2 separate regions of the Hordeum vulgare genome follow, and region 1 is linked to region 2. The links are chromatin contacts, called in public Hi-C maps. All regions are on one chromosome and are shown on one strand. The core of a region is the stretch at or near the end of the contact, and the rest is flanking DNA. Distances in the headings are between cores, read along the strand shown.

Evidence for each region. Hi-C and Micro-C count contacts between places; a contact is called where the count stands out from the background.
Region 1: a contact with region 2 is called in a Hi-C map of leaf, with 2.1 times the contacts expected there. The contact joins the enhancer-like site here to the promoter of LOC123410479 in region 2. A contact is called at or near these places in 2 of 6 Hi-C or Micro-C datasets (leaf and seedling) and 1 of 1 datasets of contacts at active chromatin or transcription factors (embryo).

What each region holds. Positions count from the first base shown.
Region 1 is chr7H:161,879,892-161,886,174 of MorexV3_pseudomolecules_assembly, forward strand. No RefSeq gene overlaps it. Among protein-coding and RNA genes, the nearest start is that of LOC123410479, 150 kb to the left of the region's middle. Within about 2 kb of position 5,015, at least 1 of the 3 cell types and tissues checked has open chromatin away from gene starts, as enhancers often do. A contact at or near this core is called in leaf, where this site is marked.
Region 2 is chr7H:161,730,210-161,736,591 of MorexV3_pseudomolecules_assembly, forward strand. LOC123410479 (tricin synthase 1-like) reads right to left here and starts at 4,926. Exons shown (of 2, transcript XM_045103426.1): 1 at 4,622-4,926; 2 at 3,682-4,500. The coding sequence starts at 4,794. The coding sequence ends at 3,930.

The DNA.
Region 1 (6,283 bases), core at 3,765-6,264, 150 kb after region 2:
TACCTAGGGAAAAAACCTCTTTAGGAAGGAAAAGGAGTGCTTCAAACATTAATTAAAAATCTAGAAATTGAAACCTCTTTAGGAATGTAAGGATCATTTAGACCTTCCTCCCTTAGCTCTGGCCATCCCGTTTGGAGTGGCTCCGTCGTGGATGGCTCTGTGTTTGTCGTAGTTGTTTCCCTTAGCGAAGAGACTACTACCGCTGGCACCAAAGACGAAGGATCCTCTGAAGTTGTCTTCGGAGGAGACCTATAGGGTGTGGGCCCTCCCTCCTTTGTCGAAATGGGGAGTTCATCCTCCTCATCCTTGATGGCCGAAGTGTTGGCCTCGGCCATAGTATCGTCACCCCGGCCGTGGTATCCGATGCTAGGGGGGGGGCTCCCTGGATAGCACTTCCCAGGTCCCCTTGGCTGCAGGGTAGGTGAGTAGGGCGAACCGGTCCTGCTTTCAGCCAGGTTGGCTGGCAGGGAACCCCCCTCGAAAATCTGATCGGTGGGGAGATCACTCTACGGGCTGTAATGCAGAATATGGGCCTCTAATTAGAACCGTGATAGTTATAGGGAAGGTGTATTCAGATATTTCTATACATACTTTTTGGCTCGGGGTTTCACCCACAGGGTCCTTCGAGGGACCGGTGCCTCATCCGTAGACTTCTCATCCGAGTCCGGAATGTCATCGAATAGGGCCATAGGGTCCCTACATGGCTTCTTCGAAGCAATGGGAGCTCGATCCCCCTCTATGTCTTCGGACGCCGCTCCCTTTTTGGTATGGAAGGAGTCACTTACCTCCTTATCTTCCTATTCCTCTTCCTCCATGTGGGAGGGAGCCAGTGTCTCTTCAGACTTAGTGTCCGGGAGACCTTTCGATCAGAGCCCCCCAGGATCTTCTTCTTCCCTTTCTTCTATTCCTCATTCTGCCTTGGAGTCGTATACGTCTTCTCGAGCAACATGGACACCAGCAGAGGCATCATGACGTCCTCGGGCAAAGGCGACGGACAGTTAATCCTCCAGATTTCTTCAACCAGAATAAAAGGGAGGGATGAAAGTTAAACAATTTGGAAATGATATTACCGGTCCGACAAGATTGAGGAGGGAAAGGCCTTCATCCTCATCCTCGTTAGGCCAAGTCTTTTGCGACTTGAACACAGACTTCCACAACTTCTCAAGTGTGGTACGGAAAAATCTTCGTACCGGGCCAGCTCCACTGTTCGGATTTTACGGATCATATTCCCACATTGGGACGAACCAATACTCGCAGGGGAGAAGGCCGCTGTGCAGCATCACCTGTACCACGTTGGTGAGGTCGATTTTCTCCATCAGATTGGAGATCCTCTTCGTGAGATCCTTCACATGTGTGGCCTCCCCCCCCCCCCAATCTAGGGCCTTTTCCGTCGAGGATGTGAGGCACGTAGGGGGCAGATCTGAATGCAGGAGGAGCTACCTCGCCTGCGTTGCGTGGCTTGGTGATATAGAACCACTCCTTTTGCCATGACTTGATAGTGTCGATGAATGTGCCCTTTGGCCATGTAGCCTTTTTGAGCTTGTCGATCATTTCCCCTTCGTAGTCAGCCTGCTCACCATTAATGACCTTGGGCTTGACATTGAGGACCTTCAGCCACAGGCTGAAGTGGGGTTGGACCTGCAAGAAGGCCTCGCAGACCATAATGAAATCGGAAAGATGGGTGATGGAATTCAGGGGGAGATCGTGGAAATCAATACCATAGTAAAACATGATCCCCAAACGAATGGGTGACGGGGAAATCTTAAGCCTCTAATGAAGTAAGGTATAAAAACTACTCTTTCCCAATCCTTAGGGGTGGGGACAACCTGGTCCTCCTCTGGCGCACGGTGGGCTATGTTTTCCGGAAGGTAGCCGTAGCGCTTTAGCTCCAAAATGTCCTTTTCGAAGACGGAGGAAACCTCCCACTTGCCGTTGGAACCAGCGCTGGCCATTGCCGACTGGTGAGGGGATTTGAGAACTCGAGAGGGGAAGGAGAGCTGGGGCGCTGAAGCTTGGAGAGAGGGGAATGACGATGGTGAGAGAGATCTGAGGTGCGAAAGGAGGTCGAGGTGACAATTTTTACCTTTTATAACTCACTGGAATGCCGAAGGCCTCGCAGATGTGTCGTAAACTCCGGCACTTCCAGATAAAATTTCAATTATGGTGCATGGGATAAACCCAAGCCATAAACCATATCCGTGAAAAAGGGGGCACGGTCTCCATGATGGGACGTGCCAATAAAACGGTCTCGAGCTGCTTGTTCAAAAAAAAAGTGCCCCGACCAAATTATGGCCTTTTGAATTATGAAAGATGCCGCCCATTGTTAAACGTTAGGCCCAGGGATAAACATCTATATATTTGTCTATGTGTTTAAAGGGGAAGGAATCATCAGGAGCCGAACTATCTTCGGTTTAAGGAGAAAGGAGGAACTCGCCTCGCAAGCCTGAGCCCCATGACGTCATCTATGGAGGAGGATTTCGGTATTTGAGGCTAGTTCGGAGGCTACTGACGGAGTCCGGGATTAGGGGGTCCTTGGGCTGCTTACCTGTCCATATGGGGCGGACTCTCTAGCCTGTTCGACCATTGACAAAAGTGTTGGATTCTAGATGAACTCTTCCGAAAACTTGGCGTGCAATCCAAGAAGATATAGGCATCGACATATTCCTTCTTTGTTGTAACCGACTTTGTATAAACCCTGGCACCCCTAGTGTCTATATAAGCCAGGGGGTCATAGCCAGCATGCCACATCAAGCTCCTTACGATTAGGGTTTAGACCATAACATCGATCTTGCAGTAGATCAACCATGTACTATGCACTATCTCATCAATAACAGGAAGAGGAGGACGTAGGGTTTTACCTCCATCAAGAGGGCCCGAACCTAAGTAAAATATCGTCCCCGTTGTCTCTATTTATCCATCGACCCTAGATCCACAGTTTGGACCCCCTACTCGAGATCGGACGGTTTTGACACGGACAGCGGGCAAACTTGACAGTAGTCTTCATGCATGTGCTCTCCCCATCCTGACCATCTCGCCAACAACATCTGCTGTAGTGCCAAGTGAAGCATCCGTAGAGCAGTTGTGCACTTCTGCTTAGCACAAAAATTAAGTTGACCGTAACAATCCCTTGTGAGCTTTAAGTAGTCATCGTGTTCTCTCTCCACAATGCGCAAAAACAACGATTTTCGCATGCAAAAACGGCGATGAAACCATGAACCACCCAGAATAGTTCGGTCCGAATCAAAGTAGTCCTTATGCAATTGCTTTGTGTCGGATACCCTATCGATCACTCTTCTCCCTTTGATTAAGCCGTTGAAATTGAGAATATGCTCCACTTGCCGGTCCATTTTTTTTTGCATGCTCGTGAGCATGATCAGATCCATTTCTTCGTCCGAATCCGAGGAATTGAAGAACTCATCTTGAATCATTTGATCAAGCTCTGCCGGTCCATACTCCACGTCCAACGAAGCATCATAATTCATTGTTTTCCCAATAAAGATCACAAAAAATCTAGGTCAAATAATGTGTCGAACACGTAGAATGCGAGGGTAGCTTGGGAGTTGCCACACGTGCCGTGGTGGCGTCCGGACCGACGATTGCGTCGCCGATGACAAAGATGGGAAACAGGAGTGCCGTGTCGGTGTTGGTGGCATAGATGCTCGGAATGGCTGTGAAGCGCGCACGACGACGCAACTACGAGACGGACGACATAGAGGAGAAAGAAGAAAGGAGAGAGCAAATGGATCCGATAGGTCGATGGGGGTAGATTTGGTGCAATTTACGGTAGGGTCGGGTTGTCGGGTCCGACGTGACGGACGCACCCGGGCGATCCATATCCGCCTCATATTTGGACTAGATATGATGGGTGTCAATCAGCCTGGACGTTTGAGGGCCATTTAGGATGCTTGTCTCGGTCGTTTTTTTAACCACCGGATGATCTGTCTGATCGTTTGTGATGGGCTTGAGAGGTCCATGATCTAAGAAGGCTGTTGGGTATAGATTACTCTTCTAATAGGTAAAGTTTAGGAAAACAATTCCATTCGCCCGGCTGATACCGCGCAAGCGTGCGTCTCCTTCGCTACAAACTACGTGTCGTGATGAGACCCACTACCGTCTACCTCTCCGCCTTCACGTGTCCTGACGCATGAACTGTAGCACCCGTCGGCCCACCTCCGCGAGGCACGTGCGATGTCGTTGTAGCCTCCTCCGCCATCTCCGTGGTTCCACATCGCAACCGTTGGTGTCGCCGTTGTACAGTTTCTGCAACACTATTATTGTTGCACAAATTTCGTGCAACAAGACCTGTGTTAAAAAAATACACACGTTTCTGCAACATGATTTCTACTGTAAAAAAATCATCAAATACTTCTTCAACATGATCTTTGTTGCTGAAAATATTCTATAACAAACTTTGTTGTAAAAAGGAATTCTACAAATATTTCCGCAACACGATCTTTGTTGCAGAACATATTATATAACAACTCTACTCTAAAAATATTTTACATGTGTTTCCATAACACGACCTTTGTTGCAAAAAATATTTTACACATGTTTACCCTACAGATCTTTACTGAACACAAGTTTGTCGGGTTTGGAGCAAAACAGTTGTTTGTGCAACAAAGTCGTAGTTATGAAAATCAATGAATAGGGAGAAAACAAACAGAACATGACACGAGATCAATCGAACGGTTGTCCATGCATAGATCCAATGATTATCGAGATGGCGAACGTATAACACACATCGGACGGTGGACGTGTATGAGTCCCCTAAAGTTTAGCTGCTCCTGGTAGACTTTCTATAATTGGCGGTACAAGGCGTCTGAATAGCGACACAAACCAGCCCCACTTGCAAAAATAGCACCCCGAATGGATATTCGAATCAGCTGGTCACCTGCTATTCAACATCCGGCGGCCGCGGCAACAAACCAAACTAATCCATGAATCGGAGAGCAGACTAGGAATGGGGTGGATAATTTTGTCTGTTTTTTTTTTGTCTGGTGAATACCAAGCCGCTGTTTGACGCAGACGGCCGTGAAGTGGGAGATGCTTGAGGGCTTGCGGCGTGCACGAAGCAAAGGTGTGCTGCCCACGACCACGACTAAATAACCCGTTGTAGAAAGGCGTGTCTGCATGGTTGTATTGTTTAATTTGGAGAACACCTCGTATGCACAAATTTTACATGAAAATCACATACTTCCTCCCTCCGGAAAAACTTGTCCAAGAAATAGATGTATCTAGACTTATTTTAATTATAAATACATCTATTTTATATATTTTTAGGCCAAGTATTTTCGGACGAAGTAAGTAGTATTTATATCTAACGACGGCTAGCGAACTCGCCACCCTGTATCTGGAGAGGAGAGCTAGAGAAGGTGACCCATCAACTCGCATTATCGGGAATAATATTTAGAAAATGACAAAAATTTGATATCATATTGTTAACATTTTCGACGGACTAAAAGTAGTGCTTTCACCGAATTACAGAGACACACCAAGGGATTTGAGTACACTGATCACGCGGGAAGGGGTCACAAATGAATTGTTGTTATCTTCTTGCAGCTGACTCATCTCCAAGGACTTGTGAATTGTGATGGCGACAAGTGATGGAACGATGACTGGAAGATAAGTTATTTGCTTTGTTTGACCTCGACACGAAGATAACTTTTTTTTTCTATATTTGACCAGGGCACCAAGATAAGTTTTTTTTTCTATTTTTTTCTTTGTTTGACCTGGACACGAAGATAAGTTTGATCTCTACAACGCGGTCGCCACTCCCCAAGTGTACGCGTCTCTTTCTTTGAAATGTCTCATGGAGCTGGATGCTTTGACAAGCAAATATTCTTGCCAGGGATCGGCCGGGAACGAGAAGCAAATTTAGACGCCGCTCGCAGCCTCGTCGCTCGGGCCGGGTAAAAATCTAACCACGGAGAGCAGAGCGGAGTGCGGCTGCGAATTGTGTGGTGCAGCAGGACGGGAGAACAGAACTCTCCTTTTCTTTCTCCAGAGTTTCAGAAGAATATTGCGAGTTTTGTTCAGATACACGAGTCTTTGGACAATCCCTGTCGGGAGAAGCATCATCTCGGGATAGTACTGTAGAATTCATCTGTGCAGAGAAGCATCTTCCAAGATGTCGCGTTCAGTCATTCAAACTAGAGGTCAGGGCAGCCGTGACAATTGTGACTGGATTGGCTATCTGCTACTCGACTATTCTCCGCGAGGGGAAAATATCGTACGAAAACTAATATTCAACAAATTTTCTTGAAAATTATATTTTGAAGTTAAA
Region 2 (6,382 bases), core at 3,676-6,175:
ACTTGCAAGATATGATCCAAAACACTCTCATATTTGTGAAAACATAATAGGTTCAGATATGAAACCATGGCTCTCGGGCCCTAGTAACAAGCATTAAGCATAGCAAAGTCATAACAACATCAATCTCCAAACATAGTGGATACTAGGGATCAAAACCTATCAAAATAAGTTACTTACATGACAAATCTCATCCAATCCAATCACCGTCCAACAAGCCTACAAAGCAATTACTCACTCCCGATGGCGGGCACCATTGAATTGTTGATAGAGAAGGGTTGGTGATGATGGCGGCGACGAATCCCCCTCTTCGGAGCTCCAATTGGACACCAGATCAGACCTCCCGAGGAAGAACAGGAGGTGGCGGCGGCTCTGTCTCGTAGAACATGATGAAAACTTCTTTCCTTTTTATTCTCGGTGAATAGGAATTTGTAGGCTTGGAATTAAGGTCAGGGGAGCCGTGTGGGCGCCACAAGGCATCTGGGCACGCCGAGGGGGTGGACGCGCCCTATTGCCTTGTGAGCAACTAGTACCCCCCCTCCGGTGGTTCTTTGCTCCAATTTTCGTCCAATTTCGGGAACTTTTATTTCTCCACAAAAAACACCATGGTAGTTCTACTGAAAACAACGTCAGTTTGGGTTGGTTTCATTCAAATCATGCAAATTAGAGTCCAAAACAAGAGCAAAAGTGTTTGTAAAAGTAGATATCTTTGGGATGTATCAAGTACTCATGAGTTAATTATTTTATATGCATCAAACAATTTCAGATTCATAACATGAAATCCAACACAAAGAACTTCTAAGAGTTGCCCAAAATTTTATGTCAGAGAAAGTAGGATGAAAACATGTACAAACTGTGTGCGATAATACCCCAATCTCGGCGCGGGAATCCGCAAGTTGATTACCAAAACATATATTAATTGACTCAATAAAATACCCCATTGTCACCACGGGTATCCACATGCAATACACATATCTAGTGTTCTCAAATGATCATATATGCAATTCGATAATAATGACACCTCAAAGGGTGAGACTTAATTCATCACAACAAATATAGAGAGGGAAGAACCCCATATGATCCGACAATATTAACAAAGCTCATGGTACATCAAGATTGTGTCATATCAAGATCACGAGAGAGTGAGAGAGAGAGCACATAGCTACTGGTACATACCCTCAGCCCCGATGGTGAACTACTCCCTCCTCGCCATGGAGGCAGCGAGGATGATCAAGATGGACTTCGGTGATGACTTCCCCATTTCAGTAGGGTGCCGGAATAGAGCTCCGGTTGAGGTCGCTTCGGATTAACTTTCAAGGGTTTCCGAATATATAAGAATTTTCAGCGCTGGATTCACGCAAAGAGGTGTCACAGGGCGCCTACAAGACATTAGGGCGCACCGACCCCCCTAGGGTGTGCCATGTTATCTTGTGGGGACCCTGTGGATCTTCTTCTACTTTCTCAAAGCTTCCCGGGTCTCTTTCCTTCGAGAAAAAAATCATCAAAAAGTTTCGTCACGTTTGGACTTCATTTGGTATGGATTTTCTGGAAAACCAAAAACATGCAGAAAAGAACAACTCGCACTGGGCACTAGGTTAATATGTTAGTCCATCAAAATCAAATAAAACTGTACCGAAACCCTAAAAAATTATTGCAAACATGGCATGAGTACTTGATAAATTTTAGATACGTTGGAGACGTATCAACCACAACCATAGATCCAATACGCGACACACAACAAAAGAGGAATGAGTGTCGGGAGTAGGTTTGGAAGGAATATCATGAACATGTGCAATATGTGGAGCAGCATCCTATCATCACCAATCGTAGTGTGGCATGTTCCAACATCAATGGGGATCCTTCAAGGGGAAGTGAACAAGGACGTAGGCTACTATTCACAAGTGCTTGGGTGCCCTCAAAGTGGGATGGAAGTGGTAACTCGCGTAAGCTAAGTTACTTCATCCTGTCGTCATTTGCATATGCTTGTTTTGTTGCATTCTCCTGCCCATACATATTTTGTTTGCTAGACGGTGGTGGCAGACACTATGTATCAAGAAACGGAGAAGAAGCAATTTCAATTTAGCCATTGTTGGTGATATTGAATGGCAAAGCAAATTGGAAAAAACTTAGGGTTGATCTCAAGGCTGGTAAGAAGAGTAATGATGGCTCAAGCTCCCACCAATCAATTGGGTTGGACAAAGAACAGCAAGATGTTGTAGTGGAGAATGGAAGCACCACCATGCCAAATGATAACCGACATGTGATGTGAAACAAGTGGGAGAAGGCAAGGGCCTCCTGTGCCGCCGCATCTACAAAAATGTCCTTCACATGGGCGGATATTTTTCGGTTACGAAGAACAAGAAATATGATAGGTACATGCTCATGTTGGATGCGCAAAACAGAGGATGAATTGGGACTAGAAGAGGGTGGAGAAGAAGCTAGAAATTGAGAGGGACAAGATCGAGTTGAAGAAGAAAGAGATGGCGATCAAATGGGAGCTCGAGAAGCCAAAACATTTATAAAGGTTGAGCTTGAGAATGAGAGGTTGAAAATCATACGGGACACGGAGGATGCGAAGATAATGCTGGTGAACGAAAGCCTCCTGTATGAGCATCCAAAGAAGTGACTTGTGAGGATGAAGGAGATCAATGAGCATAGGGAGTACTAGGCGGCGCGGGCGTCTATTGTAGCATCAATGAATGCAGCCACGATGCACGCGGATCAGGACGCAAGGATGGCCTTGGAGCATGCGACATGGATGGCGTCCGATGAGTGGTTCCGCCAGTCAACGAGTGATCTTCACACTCACACTTTAATCTTATTTTGGCATGTACAAATTTTGGAACTATGATTTGTTTTGCTTCATCGTTTTCTTTTGAACCGTTGAATTGAAATGATTTGTATCATATGATCGATGTGTATGGATTGTATAGATTCGACAATTCGCATTTAAAGTTTGTGAATGTGCGGTGTGAATGTGCGGCAACCCAAATAAGAGTAGTCTCACATTGTTAGCAGACGCGTCCGAACACGTCTCCAAACATATAGAGGGTAGGATTTGCAAAGTCGATTGTAGATGCTCTAACATAGAGTTTAAGAGCATCTACAACTGATCTTAACAAATTTGATCCTTTAAATAGAGTTTAAGAGCGTCTATAACTGATCTTAACAAATCTGATTCTTTAAACGTCTACGGACGTGTTCGGTTAGTGATCAAGCGTGTTCATTTTAATCTTTTATTTAGGCGTACATATATCTGCATTTCTCATTTTCTCATTTATAGAGTTGGTGGAGGCGAAAAAAGAAAAAATAATGAATAAAGAAAAAGAAAAAAAAGATCTGAGGTGGGTCGTTGGACTCGCCGGACTAATTAAACACGTCGGCGAGTCTTATATCTTATCTATATTTGTTTTTATATGGAAGTTCATGTACAAAAGTGATATTTCGATCTCTTTTTTTCCTTTGGTCACTGACCGGACGCCTGGGATGGCGGTTGTACAGCTCGCACAACATCGACCAGACAAGTCGCGGTGTCCCCGTCGCTGCATGTTGTTTAAATCAACACTTCATGTCGCTATACGTTACAGTACATCCGGCGTGTCTGACCTTCTCGCATTTAACAATGCAAGTGAGATAAACTTAACAATGAGGCGGGTGACAACGACATCCATATACGCGACCTCGTCATTGCAACACCATATTTAGTTTAAGAGTACAGTACATAAGTAGAACCACTCCTCCCTCTCCTCTCATCAAATTTCGAAAGCAAAAAAGTATTATTGAAAACTCGAAACCATCAGATGCTTCACGCTAGCCAGCGCTGGCAGGGAAAAATAATACAATTGATTAAGGGAAGCGGCTGGTAAGGAACGAAATCGACTCCACGCACGGCGGATCCCGATGCTTCACGCCGGACCTGACCGGACGCCCGTCTAGACGACGCGGCGGCAGATGGTGACGCCGTCGGCGATGGCGAGCTGGCAGACCTCGATGCGCGGGTCGGCGGCGAGCTTGGCGTTGAGGTCCCTGAGGGCGGCGGAGAAGCGGGTGTCGAGGTCGGACAAGGGCGTGCCCGCCGGCAGCGCCACCGTGCCGCCCCAGAGCGTGTTGTCGTAGATGATGGTGCCGCCGACGCGCACCAGCCGCAGCAGCTGCTCGTGGTAGCGCACGTAGTTGGGCTTGTCGGCGTCCACGAACGCGAAGTCGTAGCTGGCCGCGCCATCGTCCTCGGCGAGGAGCTCCTCCAGGCGCTCCAGGCCGGTGCCCTCGCGGAAGTCCACCTTGTGCGCCATGCCGGCCTTCTCGATGAAGGGGCGGCCCACCTCGTAGCACTCACGGTCGGTGTCGATGGCCACGATCTTGCCGTCCTCGGGGAGCGCCAGCGCGGTGGCCAGCAGCGAGTAGCCCGTGAACACGCCCACCTCGATCGTCTTCTTGGCCCCTGCCATCTTGATCAGCATCCCCAGCAGCTGCGCCTCGTCCGAGGACGACTGCATGTAACCCCTGAATCCAAAGAATCAGAGCCAGATCTATCAGCAACCACAAGTAACTAGCTAGTAACATCGATCAATCGAGATGGACGTGGGAGCGTGCATGCAGAGGAAGAAGATGATACTGTACGTACCAGGGGTGCTTGTCGGTGATGAGGCGCAGGTCGCGCATGCACTCGTGCTCGCGGGGGAACACGGTGGTGTCGAGGATGTAGGTGTAGAGGGCGTCGCTCTTGAGCAGCGTCTTGTTGGTGCTGTCGATGCCGCTGTGGACGTTGGCCACGGTGTTGTCTCCGCTGGGCGCCATGGCTCTGGTCGCTAGCTCTGCCTGGGTTGGTGGTGCCTGGGTAGCAGGGTAGGGGAATGAGTTGGATCGAGTGTCTGTCCACCCACAGCCTCGACGTGCCTGTATTTATCCACCGGCCGCTGGCGGGGTTGGTGTCCATGGATCCACCTACCAGAATACGCCCACTCGCCTTGTAAAAAGAGGAAACCATCGACCACTACCAGCTTTAGCACAGTATTTTTTCTCTTGCTTTAATTATTCTTTGTCTGGCGTGCCGGCCCCTCCAATCGTGCTAGCCCATGCCACATGCACGTATGGCGATGATCCATCACGATCAGATTCCTACCGCCACCTACCTGCTCCGCTGTGTATCGATCGTGGATGCAATTTTGATTAGGAAAATTGGGAGAGCGTCCATCAACGACTGAGGGACTGAGGGGGTGTTTCTTTCCAGAGATTTTTTTGATGTAGGGACTAAAAAAGTTCCTTTTAGTCTTATGTGAAAGAAACAGGAGGGACTTCTAGGAACTAAAATGGGTATTTGGAACTAAAGTAAGAAGTCCCTATGGGAGAGACTTTTTGGGACTTTTTTGACTCTTTTTCCAACAATGCCTCTACTTTTAGCATGTCATTTAATAACTTCTATTATATTACTAGGGATAACATGGTTTTTTTCATGTTATTTAATGACCTCTAGTCCATATTTAGTTCTTGGAAAGAAACAGATAGGAACTAGAGACTTTTTAGTTGAGACAAAAAAAAGTCCTTCGGCTTTTTAAAGAAACAGGACCTGAGCACGAAGCTTCAGTCGCTAATCATGCTTTCGAGTTTTCCACCCACCCCCACCCCACCCCCAACCCCAACCCCCACCACATGCCGCCCCACCGCGCTTTGGCTGTCAGCGCGGTGATCACCCCCTGGCTGGCGGTTGGTGAAAAATCTCCGATTTAAGGAGGCGCTTTGGCGTGCTGCTTTTCTTTTTCCGATGAAGTTTGGCGTGCTGCTTGCGGACAGAATTGATTATTGGGCAGATGCATCACGGGGCCAGCGAGTAAATCGAGCAGGACCCCTCTGCCTCCACCGGAGCGCTATACGTGTCTTGGTCGAAATACTGTAGCCTTCGAGCAGAGTGCAAGGCTAATAAGTAAAGTAGAGCCATCCCATCGAGTCGACGAGATTAAGTTGGCGCGAGGAAACCACCGATCGGCGTTCGGCGAACTGCAATGATGTGCCTCGCGCCGGTAGAGAACAAGATCACCGGCTTCTGCACGCAACGTTTGTCGGCGAGGACGGGTCCGTCGCGTGCGGAAGCAAGCCAGAGGACGGGACGAACGGACGATCGTGCCCACGTCGGTTGCAACCGCTCCGGACTAACTGCTATGCTATGATGGGAGCTCCAAGAGCAACTCCAATTGGCTGATTCATTTTATCCTTGCGTGTCTGTTTGCATCGTGACGGACAGAAAAGTATCCAAACTGGCACGTGTTTGCTTTTCCTCCGTCTACCGATTCATTTCCGGCTCATTATTTAGCTTGATTTGCATCGACGCGAACACGAGACGACACGCGCGACCAACTTCTTCGACGACGCCTGCAATCTGTTCGACAGT